5 separate regions of the Mus musculus genome follow, and all the other regions are linked to region 1. Evidence: chromatin contacts called from public Hi-C data. All regions are on one chromosome and are shown on one strand. The core of a region is the stretch at or near the end of the contact, and the rest is flanking DNA. Distances in the headings are between cores, read along the strand shown.

The links. Hi-C and Micro-C count contacts between places; a contact is called where the count stands out from the background.
Region 2: a Hi-C map of the N1E-115 cell line shows a contact between it and region 1, with 6 times the contacts expected there. The contact joins two enhancer-like sites. A contact is called at or near these places in 2 of 484 Hi-C or Micro-C datasets (the N1E-115 cell line and uterus), 2 of 115 datasets of contacts at active chromatin or transcription factors (craniofacial prominence and embryonic midbrain) and 1 of 9 other capture datasets (embryonic stem cells).
Region 3: a Hi-C map of uterus shows a contact between it and region 1, with 5 times the contacts expected there. The contact joins two enhancer-like sites. A contact is called at or near these places in 1 of 15 datasets of contacts at CTCF or cohesin (stem cell-derived epiblast-like cells), 2 of 484 Hi-C or Micro-C datasets (both in uterus), 3 of 115 datasets of contacts at active chromatin or transcription factors (craniofacial prominence, embryonic limb bud and embryonic midbrain) and 1 of 9 other capture datasets (embryonic stem cells).
Region 4: a Hi-C map of uterus shows a contact between it and region 1, with 6 times the contacts expected there. The contact joins two enhancer-like sites. A contact is called at or near these places in 1 of 15 datasets of contacts at CTCF or cohesin (stem cell-derived epiblast-like cells), 4 of 484 Hi-C or Micro-C datasets (all in uterus) and 2 of 115 datasets of contacts at active chromatin or transcription factors (craniofacial prominence and embryonic limb bud).
Region 5: a contact with region 1 is called in a Hi-C map of uterus, with 3 times the contacts expected there. The contact joins two enhancer-like sites. A contact is called at or near these places in 2 of 15 datasets of contacts at CTCF or cohesin (the NIH/3T3 cell line and embryonic stem cells), 10 of 484 Hi-C or Micro-C datasets (cortical neurons, embryonic fibroblasts, embryonic stem cells and 4 more), 4 of 115 datasets of contacts at active chromatin or transcription factors (cardiomyocytes, craniofacial prominence, embryonic limb bud and 1 more) and 1 of 9 other capture datasets (embryonic stem cells).

Annotation. Positions count from the first base shown.
Region 1 is chr5:118,878,822-118,881,615 of GRCm38.p6, forward strand. No RefSeq gene overlaps it. Among named protein-coding and RNA genes, the nearest start is that of Gm42015, 37 kb to the left of the region's middle. Within about 2 kb of position 1,325, at least 33 of the 459 cell types and tissues checked have an H3K27ac peak or open chromatin away from gene starts, as enhancers often do. A contact at or near this core is called in the N1E-115 cell line and uterus, where this site is marked.
Region 2 is chr5:119,539,226-119,542,019 of GRCm38.p6, forward strand. No RefSeq gene overlaps it. Among named protein-coding and RNA genes, the nearest start is that of Gm31314, 13 kb to the left of the region's middle. Within about 2 kb of position 1,341, at least 1 of the 459 cell types and tissues checked has an H3K27ac peak or open chromatin away from gene starts, as enhancers often do. A contact at or near this core is called in the N1E-115 cell line, where this site is marked.
Region 3 is chr5:119,517,299-119,520,092 of GRCm38.p6, forward strand. It overlaps Gm31314 (predicted gene, 31314), which reads right to left. Exons shown (of 3, transcript NR_166577.1): 2 at 2,349-2,490; 3 at 1,497-1,824. Among named protein-coding and RNA genes, the nearest start is that of Gm31314, 9.3 kb to the right of the region's middle. Within about 2 kb of position 1,448, at least 4 of the 459 cell types and tissues checked have an H3K27ac peak or open chromatin away from gene starts, as enhancers often do. A contact at or near this core is called in uterus, where this site is marked.
Region 4 is chr5:119,479,482-119,482,275 of GRCm38.p6, forward strand. No RefSeq gene overlaps it. Among named protein-coding and RNA genes, the nearest start is that of Gm31314, 47 kb to the right of the region's middle. Within about 2 kb of position 1,435, at least 11 of the 459 cell types and tissues checked have an H3K27ac peak or open chromatin away from gene starts, as enhancers often do. A contact at or near this core is called in uterus, where this site is marked.
Region 5 is chr5:119,399,443-119,402,236 of GRCm38.p6, forward strand. No RefSeq gene overlaps it. Among named protein-coding and RNA genes, the nearest start is that of Gm42016, 75 kb to the left of the region's middle. Within about 2 kb of position 1,334, at least 15 of the 459 cell types and tissues checked have an H3K27ac peak or open chromatin away from gene starts, as enhancers often do. A contact at or near this core is called in uterus, where this site is marked.

The DNA of each region.
Region 1 (2,794 bases), core at 75-2,574:
CTAGAGAGGAAGGAATCTGATGAAGAAGCTGAGAACACCCGACGAATGTGGACCAAATCCCCCATGGTGGACCAATGGAGAGCTCAGAGTGATGGGTGGGTCCTAGAGAAGCCCAGGGAAAGGGGCTTCTAGAATCCACAGGGTTCGTGTGACTCAGCCAGCCCTTCCTCAGGATGTGCTGTGCTGTGGCAGCTGCAGACTCGAAAGGGGTAGATGCCACGTGCTCCCTATGGCTACCCAAACCCACACTTGGTGGACACACTTGCTGACAGGCATAAGCCCCCCCCCCCTTCCCCAATTCTTCTCCATCACCCTGACTGCCTAAGGTATTTGGCCAAAGTGAATTCGAAAGAAGGCACCGACTGAGACAGGTGATTTTCTGTTTTCTCTCCTCAGAGGACAGGCAAAATATTTACAGAGGAAAATTCCCATGCTTTCCCTTTGATTTTTAATGAGGTTAAAAAAAAAATCCCAGCTAAAGGGACGTAAGCTCCTTTGACTAAGCAGATAGGAGAGGCATTTATTAACTCAGTCCCAAATCTGCCTTCCCAAGCCGAGAGTCTCTTTTAGAAAAAAGCTTCCTCCTTTTTTTTTTCTAAAAGCAATCCTCCCTCTTTATTTATTTATTTTGGTCTTTGTTGTGTTATAGTCTCCTTCTCCCTCCCACCCAGAATCATAAATTTTCCTGCAAACCCGGGCACACACTGGTCTGGGGGTCTGTGTTAAGAGTGTGTAAAAAGCGAGTTCGTTATGATTTATTGATTAATACAATGCCACAATCATTATCACGGTAGTAGGAACAAGTGTGACAGTAATAAAAGCCGTTGTAAGCTGAGATCATCCCTCCCAGATGTTTGATGGAGACTTTAAATAGCTTTAAAAGAAAAGGAATAAAAGATTTTTTAAAAAGAGCCTTTATTCCTAAATGCGTATTCCCATAATAGAATAATGGGATATTAACGTACTTAAAAGCACAAGTTCCCACGCCTGAAGCTATACTCTCTCGGAGTTAAACTCCGAAAAGACTTTGAAATACGGGAACTTAGAGCCATGTGGGCTGGTGAGGGAGGCGCTGCTTATAAAATGGCCAGCAGATGGCGCTCCAACCACTGGTTAGGCCACAGATTTTATTTATTTATTATTATTATTTTAAAATTCTGTTCTTGGTCTTTCAGACTAGGGTGTGGACAGGCACTTTGGGTCTGATTTTGAATATTGAACAATGCCATCAAAAGGCATGGAGGACGAAGGCAGGAGTCAGGTCAAGGGGCTGTTCTGGGTGGGTGTCAGGCTGGCCAGATTTTGAGAACTTCAGTGGGACAAGAAAGGATGCTTTGTTTAGCTGTGGGTGGATTCTGGCCAGACTCCATTGAGCAGAAAACAAGGCAATGGTGCCCTCGGGTTTTCCAACTCCTTTTAGGCATTCAGGAAAGGAAAAAAAATTAGATCTTTGGTTGGTGTTGTAAGGACAACACTGTCACTACTCTGTGGTTGGAAGACATTTGGCTTTCTTCTCACCCCGCCCCCAGATCTAGCTCAAGGGAAAAGACGTGGGTGGAGGGAGAGACGGGAGAGAAGGCTGTGTCTGTCCGTGAGTCTGCGTGTCTGTGTGTCGGGTGGGGAGGGCACTTGACAGATGAATGTGGTAGTGGAGTGAAGTGTGTGTGTGTGTGGGGGGGGGGGGGGGAGACACTGAATGAACGCAGAGTCTTGTGGTCGGAGTCAAAACCTGGGTTGCAGGCCCCACCTCTCAGTGTGAGAGGCCACACCATGCTCTGGATGCCAGGATCTGGGGACAAAGGATAGGTCTAGAATGGATGCGACGGCATCCGAGGTTGAACCCGTCTGCGTCTTAAAGGGTAAGGGTGGGTTTGGCTGAAGAGCTCATGGAGAGAAGAATGAGAAGAGGGAATTTTTCCTTTTCCTGGAGCCTTCAAGGTCTTCATAACACAGCTCCCAAGTGAACTGGAATCTGGCCAATCAGAGCCGAGGAGGCAAACAACCAGGAAGTGAATGGCTATCGGGAACATTAGCAGAAACCAGGAGAGCTCAGGGGTCATCTCGAACGAGAGCTGAGATGTGTGTGTGTGTGTGTGTGTGTGTGTGTGTGTGTGTGTGTGTTTAAACCGGATAGAAAACTCTGTTTTAGCGTTTCCACCATTCTTATCTAGTCTAATCTAAGACTTCATTCATAAAATGAATCCCTGTCAACCCAGAGCCATTGCTAGCAGGCCCATTAGGATTCTACTTCTAGACAAGGACACTGAGTGTCGGGGTGGCCCCCAGTCAAATAGCTTCAAACGAAGCTAAAGCCGTTAACGCTGGGGAGAGAGCAAGCTTCAAGTCAGGGTTCTTCTGTTGGTGTGTTCAATGCACAGTTCCATTTTTCACCCTGGCTGATGGGGAACTGGCCCTGTCTCGAAGGCTGTGTGGGAGACTCACTGGGATCCCTTGCCTCAGCCTCCCAAGTGCTGGGATTAGAGTGAGCTGCCATATCTACTGGAGATTAGCGTATTTCAGGGTGATCTATAAGCATGCCTTTGGAGGAAGAAATAAAATGAAATAAAGCACTCTCTTGACTATTGGAGAGAAATCTTCTACTGTTCTTAGGACAGTGTCCTAGGGAGGAGAGACTTGAGACTCTGAGAAATACAAGCACAAAGTCACTGTTGGAAGAGGTGTCACTTGCATGTAGGGGTCAGAAGCCACTAACTCTTGCTATGAATTGATTTAAAAAAAAACAACAACAAAACTTTAATCTAATCTAAAAAAAATTACATCGAATGGTCGAGTG
Region 2 (2,794 bases), core at 91-2,590, 660 kb after region 1:
CAGATAGATAATAGACAGATAAATAGATAAGATAAACAGATGATAGATGATAGATAGATAGATAGATAGATAGATAGATAGATAGATAATAGATAGGCGGGTATATAGATAGATAATAGATAAATAGATAAGATAGACAAGTGAAAGATGATTGCTTGATAGATAGGTAGATAATAGATAGATAGATAGATAGATAGATAGATAGATAGATAGATAGATAGATAGGTAGACAGATAGCCAGACAGATAGTAGAATAAATACTATATAGATAGATAGATATAAAGATTGGGAAAAGAATTACTAACAGGCCTATCATCTTGCTTCTTCTTCTATGTTGTATCTTGGGGGGAAATATCCAATTTTATCTCCAACCTCACCTGTGCTAGGTGAAGCTGCCTGGATCACAAAGCCCAACAGGTAGTCACCCCCATCTCTTCCCCTATGAAAGGTAGCTCTTGTCCATATACTGGCTCTTTTCCCTCCCCATCCTATATTGCTTTATTGCTGCTTCCCATAGTCCTCCCCCGGCTCTTGAGAAAGCAGGAGTTCTCAGTCTCCCCGAGTGGTTGCTGCACGTGGTTCAAGCAGACCCAGCACTCCTCAACTGTTTAAGCAAACACATCACCAGCTTGGCAAAGGGCATTGTGCAGGGGGCACAGCTCCATCCCGACCTTCCTGGACTCTTCCACAGTCATACGGTCTTTAGCGATGGCTGGCACAGTCACTATGTAGACTGGACAACAACCTTGGATTTTCTTAGCGATAAGGATGTGTGAACTCACAAAGTCCCAGAGTCATAAAAGTGAGTTCATAGAAACACAGTGAGTTCTTCAGACTGCCAGAAAGACCAGGAGTAAACAGACCTATCACAGCCAGAGAGCGCAAAGATGTTAGAGAGATGGAATCCCTCGAATTCTGTCCAGATGGAGGACAAGGCAAACCATGTCTCCCTCTATGACAATCTGCATGCTCCAGTCCTGACTCTCAGCACCCAGAGCTTGTCCCCTCATTTGGAGACATAAAGAGATGACCCTGTTGAAATGAGGTCATCTAGGTAAGAGGTTCCACTATGGCCAGTTCCTCAGAAGACAATGTTAGGACACTTAAGAGAAACATTTGCCACTTTTCATAATGTTAATTAAACATGGATAGTTTAACCCGGAAATTCCAGTAGAAATAAAGATGTGTGTCCTCACAAGAGTCTGAGTATTTATATCATCATTATTTATAACACCCTGGCTTATGGAAACAACCCAAATGCCTATTACCTGCTGGCTGCAGACACTCACTGTGCTGTGTTTATATAATGGAGTATTACACAGTAATAAAAAAAATCAAACGGAGGGACTTGCAGAATGCAGATGAATCTCAAAGCATTTATTACTCCAAGTGAGAGAAGCCAGGTGCAGATGGTCGCCTCGTAGAATTTCCATTCTTGTGACATCCTGAAAACATCAGCTCTGAAAGAACCAAGAGAGCAGATCGGTGGTTTCCGGGTGGACGATAGGAGAGGGAGAGATGGGCTCCTGAGGTGGACAGAGGAGGCTTTGTGAGTGGCTGCAATGTCCTCCTGGTTGGAGGGATGAACGTGTGCAAAGGCCATCAGACCACATCCTTAAAAGGGTAAATGTTGTTTTGGTTTTTTTTTTTTTTTTTTTTTACTGTATGAAAATTATATAGTTTAAGAGATGTGCTTTTTAAAAGCAATAATTGTGAGTTATCTTTCCTTCCAACCAAGGAATAGGACATTTTTATAATCACCGATATTCATCTGTGGAAAGTATAGGAAAGGATGTGGTCTTTAGCCTCCAGATGCCCCTGGCTGCATGAACGGCAGATTTGTCCAAGCCCAGGTAGGGTACTCAGCTGTAATCTCAGTGCTTGGGAAACAGAGGCAGGAGAAACTCAAACAACATCAGCAAAAGGTGGGGGAAGAGGTTATAGCTCAGTTGGTAAAGTACTTGCCTAGCATGCACAAAGCCCTGAATTATATCTTCAGCACCACAGATACTAGGCAGGGTGGCCAGACCCTGTAATCCCAGCACTCAGGAGGCAAAGACAGGAGGATCAGACATTCAAGGTCATCCTTGGCTACAAAGTAAAATTTTATATTTTAGTGTACAAAGGCAATAAAATATATTTTAAAAAAATAGGCAAAGTGTGATAGAACATGCCTTTAAGGCCAGCACATGGAAGTCAGAGGCAATTGGAACTCTGTGAGTTTGAGGCCGGACTAGTCCACATAGGGACTTCCAAGCCATCCAGGGCTACCTAGGGAGAACCTATCTCAGACAGAGAGAGAGAGACAGAGAGAGAGGGAGAGAGCTACCTTTCGGAAATGCAAATAACATTTTTCTATTAAGCTTCTGATATTCATTTTCACTTATAGAATCCAGTATTTGTTATGTGCACATTCTAATTTATCACAGCAAACCACGGAGTAATCCATAGAGAAATGACACCTATGAGATGGGAGCTCCAAGGCTCCCTAAAAGACCTAGAGTCCCTACAAACAGCACAGGAGACAGCCATTGCCCTTGGTAGTTCACCATAGCTATTGCTGAAGACACCGTATGCTTGGGTTTCATGAGAGAAACCATGGTGGAACTGACCTAGAAGCATCCTCCCTGATGCCTGACTTTGATACCACTGGAATGTGCTAAGCAGCAGTCCGCTGGAGACCAAACCTATCCGTAAGCGGTCCTACTCAGTGCTGGATGCTGCAGGAGGCAATGTGGACCTGTCAGGCAAGGATGTACCCGATGGTGTAATGGTGGCCTGGGTGTGAAGGGAG
Region 3 (2,794 bases), core at 198-2,697, 640 kb after region 1:
CAAGCAAAATACCCATAACACAGAAAGTAAAGATAAATTTAGAATAATGAATGCAAAGCAGCTGTAAAGTTCTAGTTATTCTCTAATACTAGCGGGCAGCGCTCTCTCTGCCCTGTGTGTGAATATGTGAGAGTGTGTGTGTATGTGTATATGAGTGTGCATGAGTGTGTGAGTGAGTGTAAGAGTGTCTATGAGTGTGTGTGAGTATGAGAGTTTGTGTGAGTGTGTGAAAGAGTGTGATGTATGAGTGTGTGAAAGTGTGTATGAGTGTGAGTGTGAGGGAGTGTGTGTAAGAATATGTAAGTATGTGTGTATGAGTGTGTGTGTGAGAGTGTGTAAGTGTGAGACTGTGTGAGTATGAGAGTTTGTGTGAGTGTGTGAAAGTGTATGAGTATGTGTGTGTGAGAGAGTGAGTGTGTGCATGTATATTTGAGAGTGTGTGTGAGTGTATGTGTGTGTGAGAGTGAGTGGTGTGTGTGTGTGTGTGTGTGTGTGTGTGTGCAAGTATGTTTGTGTCTATCTGTTTGTTGAGTAGCTCAAACCAGCCTCAAATTCTCTCTGTATCTGAGGATAATCTTGATCTTCCAGTTCCCCAGTCTTCCACTTTCCACGTCCCAGGAACGCAGATCTGAGCCACCACCACCCCATTTTATGCTGTGCTGGGGTTGGAACCCAGGATCTCATGCAAGATAAGCAAAGACTCTGCCTACTGAGCCATACTACCCCCGGGCCCCAATACACACCTTTCTCACATCTTTCAGTGTCTTAACTGGACAGCCAGGTGGAATTGAGTTCAGTATCTCAGCTTAGCTTTTTCGTCCACTGAAAATATCGCCACTGAGCCTTGGTGTGGTGATAAGCTGGGAATCTCATATTTGTCCTTGATTTGCTTTCCAAGTTTTCCTTTCCATGAAATATCTTAGCCCAAAGCGAGTCTCCATCCATGACCTCCTGGGTCATTCTTAGGAGGCGAGGGAAGCAAAGAAAATGAAGCAAATGTCTTTGGAGTTTGCCCTCAATGAGTGAGATGGTCTTAGGCAATCGCATAGACCCTCCTGCCTCGGTTTCCTAACATGGAACACAAGAGGATCTGAAGGTCTCCCCTACCTGATCATGCACACGTCACAAGGGACTTTTGTACATGACCAGGGGAGAGTGTTCAGCTGGAGGGCAGAGGGCTCTGCCCGCATCTCTTTCAGGTCCATGTTCAAAGGTTCCCAGGCAGGACACAGAACAGCTACAGAGGGGAGCACTCTGGGGCCATGGTCCCCTCTGATGAGAGCAATGCCACAGGGCATGCTGGGTGGGAGGAGGGAGAGGGGGAGGGGCATCAAAGTTCACCGAAGGCAATAAGGCAATAGTAACCTCTGCAAAGAGACTGAAGGGAAGTGGGACCCAGAGCAGTAAAGGGAGGAGGGACTGGAAAAGGAGCGAGCACAGGGTGCCTTCGTAAGCTTGTCCTCTGGCCCCGGGATCCTTGGCAAGCGATGCACTTCTGAGGTTCAAGTTTGTTTATTCTTGGCAAAATGCAACCGCCTGTTTCTAAGAGAAAAGTCTTTAAAAGGCTTATAAAATCTACTCAAAAGGCTTTCTGGACATCAAATAGCTCATAAAAAGGAACATTTTGATGAGTTAAGTGTAAATGAATCAGAACCATACGGATTCCATTTCGCCTAATCTACCATTGGATTCAGAAACGAAGGAGAAAGAGGGCTTCAAGCCAAAATTCTTCAGGGACTCTGCAGACCCCCAAACCTTTGAAAGCTGCTGGCAGCGGTGGGCCAGTCTTTGACATAATGGCATCGCGCCGTCCTGAAGTTCGTCCTACGTGTTAAAGGAGGGGAGAGGGATGGTAGCCGACTGGGCTTACAGTGTGTGGCGACCTTTGCCCCCAATGTACCAGGGTTAACACACCCTGAGAAGAAAACCCGCTTTATGGCATCAGAAGCCGAGAGGATGGCCAATGATAGCAAGAAGTCTGGGTGCTAAGCCCAGCATCCCCAGGACCGGCTTTGTGACCTTCTGCTCCGCAAAAGGATTTCCCTTGGCCCTAGGTTCTCCATAGGTGGGGGAGGAGTGTCTATGTCAAACTAGAGTGGAAGTTTGACCTAAAAAGTCTGCAATTCAGGCATGGTGCATGCATTGCTGCCTCACCAGTAAAGACACTAGTGTGAGCGACATAGAGAGTCACTGGCAAAAAAAAAAAATTCAAAGTCTCATCCAAAATAAAGACATGATCCAGAGTCCTCTTTGTAATGACTAAAACCCACGGAGGGGGTGCTAGGGAGATGAGATGGGGTAACTGTATAGAGGAGGACATAGGGCATAATTGAAAATAAAGTACTCACGAATATTCACAATGAGGTTTCATAAGGTGCTGCAGAAACTGGGTTTGGATCCCAGGACCCACATAAAAGCCACCCCTGCCTGTGATTCCATAGATGGGTCAGCAGAAACAGGGGCTCTCAAGAGTCTTGCTGTCCAGCCAGTCTGATTGAAAAAATGGCAAACCCCACGTCAGTGAAAGAGTCTCTCAAGGAAATTAGGCAGAGTGATAGGGCAAACATCAGGACTCCAAAGGCATCCAGGCACACTCACTAGGCACACGCATAGACCTATGCACACACACACATGCATACACTGAGCACAAACAACAGTCAACCTAGTCAAAGGGCCTGAGTCAAAGGATGATGCATGCCAGACCCAGCATCCTTTGGAGTTCTTCCCCATGATTTGGCTCTGAGTCTGCTGATTTCACAGTCTAAGGCTACCCTACCTTATACCCCGCTACTTC
Region 4 (2,794 bases), core at 185-2,684, 600 kb after region 1:
CACAGCTCTATTGGGGTTTGTAATCAGTTAATGGTTGATAAGAGAGAGAGAGAGAGAGAGAGAGAGAGAGAGAGATTGTCTTCAGTGGTGTAGACACTGGCAAGATGCCCATGCTCCTAGAAATACTATCACCCACACTCTATAAACAACCCTAATGAAACACATTCAGACAGACAGACAGACAGACAGACATGCGCACACACACACACTGGCAGTCGGAGGCAAACCAGCTAGGAAGAGGAAGACGATTCATGAGAGCACAAGGAGAACAGGGGAGCACAGGGTGAAGGCATGAAGAAGGTCTAAACACTTTATGTGCCTTATGTGCACGTATAAAACTCTCATACTGAAACTCGTTTTACCGATAGTATTTTGCTAGTAAGAATCGTTAACTAAAGAAAACATGGCAGCAACCAAGAAGAATCATCGATTTCTAGACTTGACTATGATAGCTTTGACATTCAGCCCCTTCGGGGCCTAGGGAGTGCTCATGGACTCTATGCCAGTTTTACCACACTCTATGTGCATTGACAAGAGTCCTCCCTTACTTTCCTACATGGTCTGTGCCAGAGTGTATCCCTAATGAGGCTTCTCTCACATTGGGTTCCACAAACTAGTCTGTGCTTCAAAACAGTTAGCAGACATGTGGCCTCCTGGAACTTTCTTAGGGAGAGCAAATTGAAGTGCACATGAGCCTATAATACACTCGGGGAGAACTTGCAGTTAAGGAGAGCCATTGTTCTGGTTTGCCGTTTTTTTTTTCTTCCCTCGGTTGTTTCCATAACATCTCCGTCCATGAAAAGCCTTGTTTCCTGAAAGCCAATTAGCATCTTGTTCTCATCGCGCCTGGTTAGAGAGCACGGCCTCCTGGTAAATTCACTGGCTTATTTGATACAGATGGGGAGCCATTCTGCTGTGTCAGAAAGCGTTTGGAGCAAGGAGGGTTGTTAATGAGGAGTTACCGAGCTCCTTCTCAAGTTGAAGAATGATGGCCAAACTTCACTGGCTCCGCTAAGAGACTGCAGACGCCCCCGACTGAAGTTGCCTAGTGAACGTGTGCGGATATCTCCAAACACATCGCTGGCTCCTCACCCGGGGCCAGGCCGCCTCACATGCCTTATTATCGATATTTAAACAACTACAAAGGTGAACGTTGACCCCGAGCATCCTCCCAATCCTTCCCCATGGTCCACTCGAGATGTTATCTGTGAGGAGTAAACAGGCTCGGCCCCAAAGCCTCGGCCACCCTGGTGTGATGTCAAACAGCTGCTCAACAGTCCTTGAAGCCAGCTCCCATCTCTCCCCCTGCTGAACTTACAGCATGTCCAGCTTCCTGGTGGGGCTTCCCTTTGAAGTCCAGAAGGGCCCTGCGCTGGGGATGTGTGGGAAGGGAAACTTGGATTCATCTCTCCTGGAGCCATCTTTTCCATGGGAACAGAACTTTTCCAGAAGAGAGGAACTAGCTCGGAGCCTCAAATCATAAAAGCGGGTAACCATGGTAACACGCATGGCACCCAGAAAGTGTGTGCTAGTGTCAGATTTAGGACCAAACTCAGTCTTGTTCAAGTGCTAAAAACCAGTGAAGAGCAGCAAAGCTGAGCTCCAGGCAGACTACATACGCTATGTATGTGTCCAAGACCATATACAGAGGGAAGGGTAGCGTAGGTTTTTCATTTAACTCAAGACTGCTTCCTTTGCTCCTAAACCAGAGATAACAGAGGCCACAAACGTCTACTCTAAAGAGGGGGCCAGAGGCTGTGGGTGTCGTTTAGCTGATAGGTGTTTGACTAGCAGACACAAAACTCTGCCCCCACTCCCCCAGCATAAACCTGACATACTGAGGATGCATGTCTATAATCCCAGTACCCAGATGTCGAAGGCAGAGTTCAAGACCAAGAGTTCAAGGTCAGCCTTACAAGTTTGCAATCAACCTGGACTGTGTGACCCTCACTGGCCCAATAAGAAAGGAAGTTGAGGAGGGGAAGAAAAGAAAGTAAATAGTGTCAAGAGAGAGGTGAGGGGCTTTTCCTATGTATGTCCGTTATCATCGTGTGGGGTCTCCCCTCACCCCTTGTTAGGACCAGCCTTCATTTTGCTCCCCCATCTGATCGCCTCTCTCACACACTGAAATGAGAGCTTTCTGCAGCACCAAGGCTGTTAGTCTTAGACCTGGAACTGATGGTAACTTTGACAACAACTACATCTTCCCTGTAGCCCACTGTGACCACTCTGCCTGGTATGCTATAACATTCATTGTGATCCTACCAAACCTTCTGCCCCACGCCTTGCCTGTGTTTCCCACTGACCCCTTCCTCACAGCCACCAGCTTTCCACTTTACAGGTGGGGAAACAGAGGTTCCGAGAGAGAAGATCCTATTGGCCTAAAATCTAGCAATAAGTCTGTGAACCAGTACACTCATTGATTTCTCAGTCTGTTTGGAAACAAACAAACAAACAAACAACAGAAATGTTGTTTTCATCCTTAACAAATCACCTCAATAAATAGCAACTTAAAACAAAAGCAAAACCAGGCCTGAGGGTGCAAGCACCTGCAGTCCTAGCACCCTGGAAACTGAGGCAAGACCATCCCAAATTTGAAACCAGCTTGGACTACCTAATGAGTTCAAGCCAAACTTGCTTGATATGCATGAGACCCTAGGCCCCATCTACTGCAGGACACTACCTAAATAAGAATTATGGGGACTGATGAGATGGCTTGTTGGCTAAGAGCACTTACTGATTTTGCAGAGGACAGGAGTCAGGTTCCCCCACCCCCACCCCATTGCATAACCAC
Region 5 (2,794 bases), core at 84-2,583, 520 kb after region 1:
TATACATACATACACATACACACAGATGCATATGTACATGCACACACACATATATACATGCATACACAGACACATATGTACACTCATGTACACTTACACATATATACACATACACACATACACATATACACACACATGCATACACACATACATGCACACACATACACACAGATACACACACATACATACACATTACACAAACACAGATATACACACACATACACAAACATACAGACATACACATACATATAAACATGTACACACACACACACACACACACACACATACACACACCTTATAATAAGATCATCTTAGAATCCGTGTTCCCTAAATCCAAGGAAAAAAGGAGCAGAAGCTTGCTTGAACATGAGTGAATTCGTGTGCAGATGGAGACAGACATGGAGAGTGGTAGCCACCAGCCAAGGAGTACCTGGTCCCGTCAGAAACTGGAAGGACAGGAAGACTGCTCCCCTGAGACCTCCAGAGAGTCTGGTGCTGGGGACCCAGGATACTCTGAGCTCCTGACTTGCCTGTTTCTCCCCATCATTTCCTGAGAGACCCAAGGCAAAAGAAAGGATGAGTTTACCCACTTGGGGAACCAAACTGCAACTTTCGTTACTATTTAACCAAAAGGAGGAGGAGGAGGAAGAGGAGGAGGAGGAGGAAAAAAGACAACCTCATGAATAAACCATGGATTGCAAATTTTTTAAAGCTATTATTCCAGGGTGAATCAATGGCTGGAACTTCTAGGCTTAATGTGAGCCAGACTCCAACCTCCTCGCTTCCCTCCTTTCTCTCTCTCTCTCTCTCTCTCTCTCTCTCTCTCTCTCTCTCTCTCTCTCTCTCTCCTCTCCCTCTCTCTCTCTCTCCCTCCTCTCCCATGGACCAAAAGCTGTCTGCTAAACTTCTAGAGCACCCTCTGCCTTTTTGACCCTTCAACTTGTCTTGAACTCCAGGAGGGAAAAAAAAATGGAGAAATGGTACTGAGAGAACTATATATAAGTCCTGGGTGTGTAGGGCAGAGGAGGGGAGGGACTGTGGGGGGGGGGGAGGCTTGCCATGAACTTGGGGCCTCAAATATTCGCTTGGGAAGGAAACAAGAAAAAAAAAACGGGGAGAAAAAAAACCTTCTTTAATGGAATTAGTAAATATTTGTTGCTCTGTTCCAGGCTTTGCCCCCAGGGAGCTATCTGGAGGAAGGAGGGGGGGGGGGGGAAGGAAAGCAAATAAAATAAAAGAAAAGCTACTTTTCTGCTCCTTCCCTTTCTGCAGAGACACTAAGCAGACAAAATCAGAGGATTAGAATGAGGCCTTGTGTGGCTGCTGAAGCAGGAAGTTGGGGGGGCACTTTGCAGCCTGGAGGGGGCTGCAGAGGGGAAGCCGCTGGGCTGAGCGGTGTGATGGAAGCTTCATGCCTGCTTACAGAAATGATTGCTGGCCTCACTCGTGATCTGTGAGTCCGTGAAGTCCCTGGATGGCTCAGAGACCCTGGGCTGGGCCTGCCTGTGCAATTGGAAATCCAGGGAGTGAGAATAAGAAAATCACAGAGAAGGGGGCTGGATGGGGACAGGAGGCAGAGAGACAGAGCTGGGGGTGGGGTGGGGTGGGGACAGCAGTCAGCACAGGGATGAAAAGACAGTGACAGAAAGAGTGGTGGATGAAGGGCTGGAGACAGAAAGGGGACCGGAGGAGACAGACAGGAAGAGGCAAGATAAAGGGACTCTGTCAAGTTTAAGATTGATAAGAAGCTTAGGTGGAGACAGAGGGGCAGAGAGACAGGGAACTAGAAGAGAGAGGGAAGGGGAGAGAGAAAAGGTAGGGAGAAAGGACGACCTGGGTGGGAAGAGCAGAGGCACAGAGCCACAGAGAGATGAAGAGACGCTAAATCCCTACTGTGAGGGAAGAGTGGCCAGGCAGTTGGGGAGAGAGAGACACAGCCAAAGGGAATCAAGAGTCTGAACAAAGAGAATGGGGCCCAAGGAGCCAGATGTGGGACCTCCTTGCACACATGGGGATGAATTTTAGTGAGTTTCTTCAGACTCTATTAGCCAGACCTAGAGTTAAGTCCCAACAGTTGCTGGTTTAGTTATAAACGCAACACCAGCAGTGGGGTGTCCCTGTCGGGGCAGAAGTTCAAGGCTAACCGTGGCTCCACAAGACAGTAAATAAGCAAATAACTAAGACCGTAGTCAGTCCTAAGTAACTATGGCCAGGCAAGGGGACGAAAGGCAGGTGCCCTTCCAGGAAGCTGGGTCTCTGTCCTCTAGCTGGCTCGATTGAAAGCCAGAGTCAAGGCCAGCCTGGGCTACAGAGTGAGTTCAAGGCTATACCAGGCAACTTATCAAGGCTCTGTCTCAAAATGAAAAAAATGAGAAGTGGGGGGGGCAAAGGGGGTGGGGGTGACTGCAGGGCACCTGGTGTGTGTGTGTGTGGGAAATGGGCGCTGTAGCTCATTGGTAGAGTTCTTGCTAGTACACAGGAGACCCTGGTTCATTCCCCAGAAAAGGATCTTCCCAAAATAGGGTCGAGGACTTTATTCTGATGGAGGAGAAGCTAACTGAATAGTGTTGGGTACAGAACTCATTGTAACATATTAAGAATTAAATGTCTGTGCTTAGAGCATATGCAAGGCGCCTGGTGTGTAAACGATGAGACAGGAACAGATGGGGGAAATGGGGAAGGACGTCTGCCAGACTAACGGGAAAGGAACATCCCGCAAACTGATACCGGGAGGGGGAGAGAGGCACAAATAGGAATACCTGAAAACAGAAGGAATTGTGGGTGGGGCTTCGAA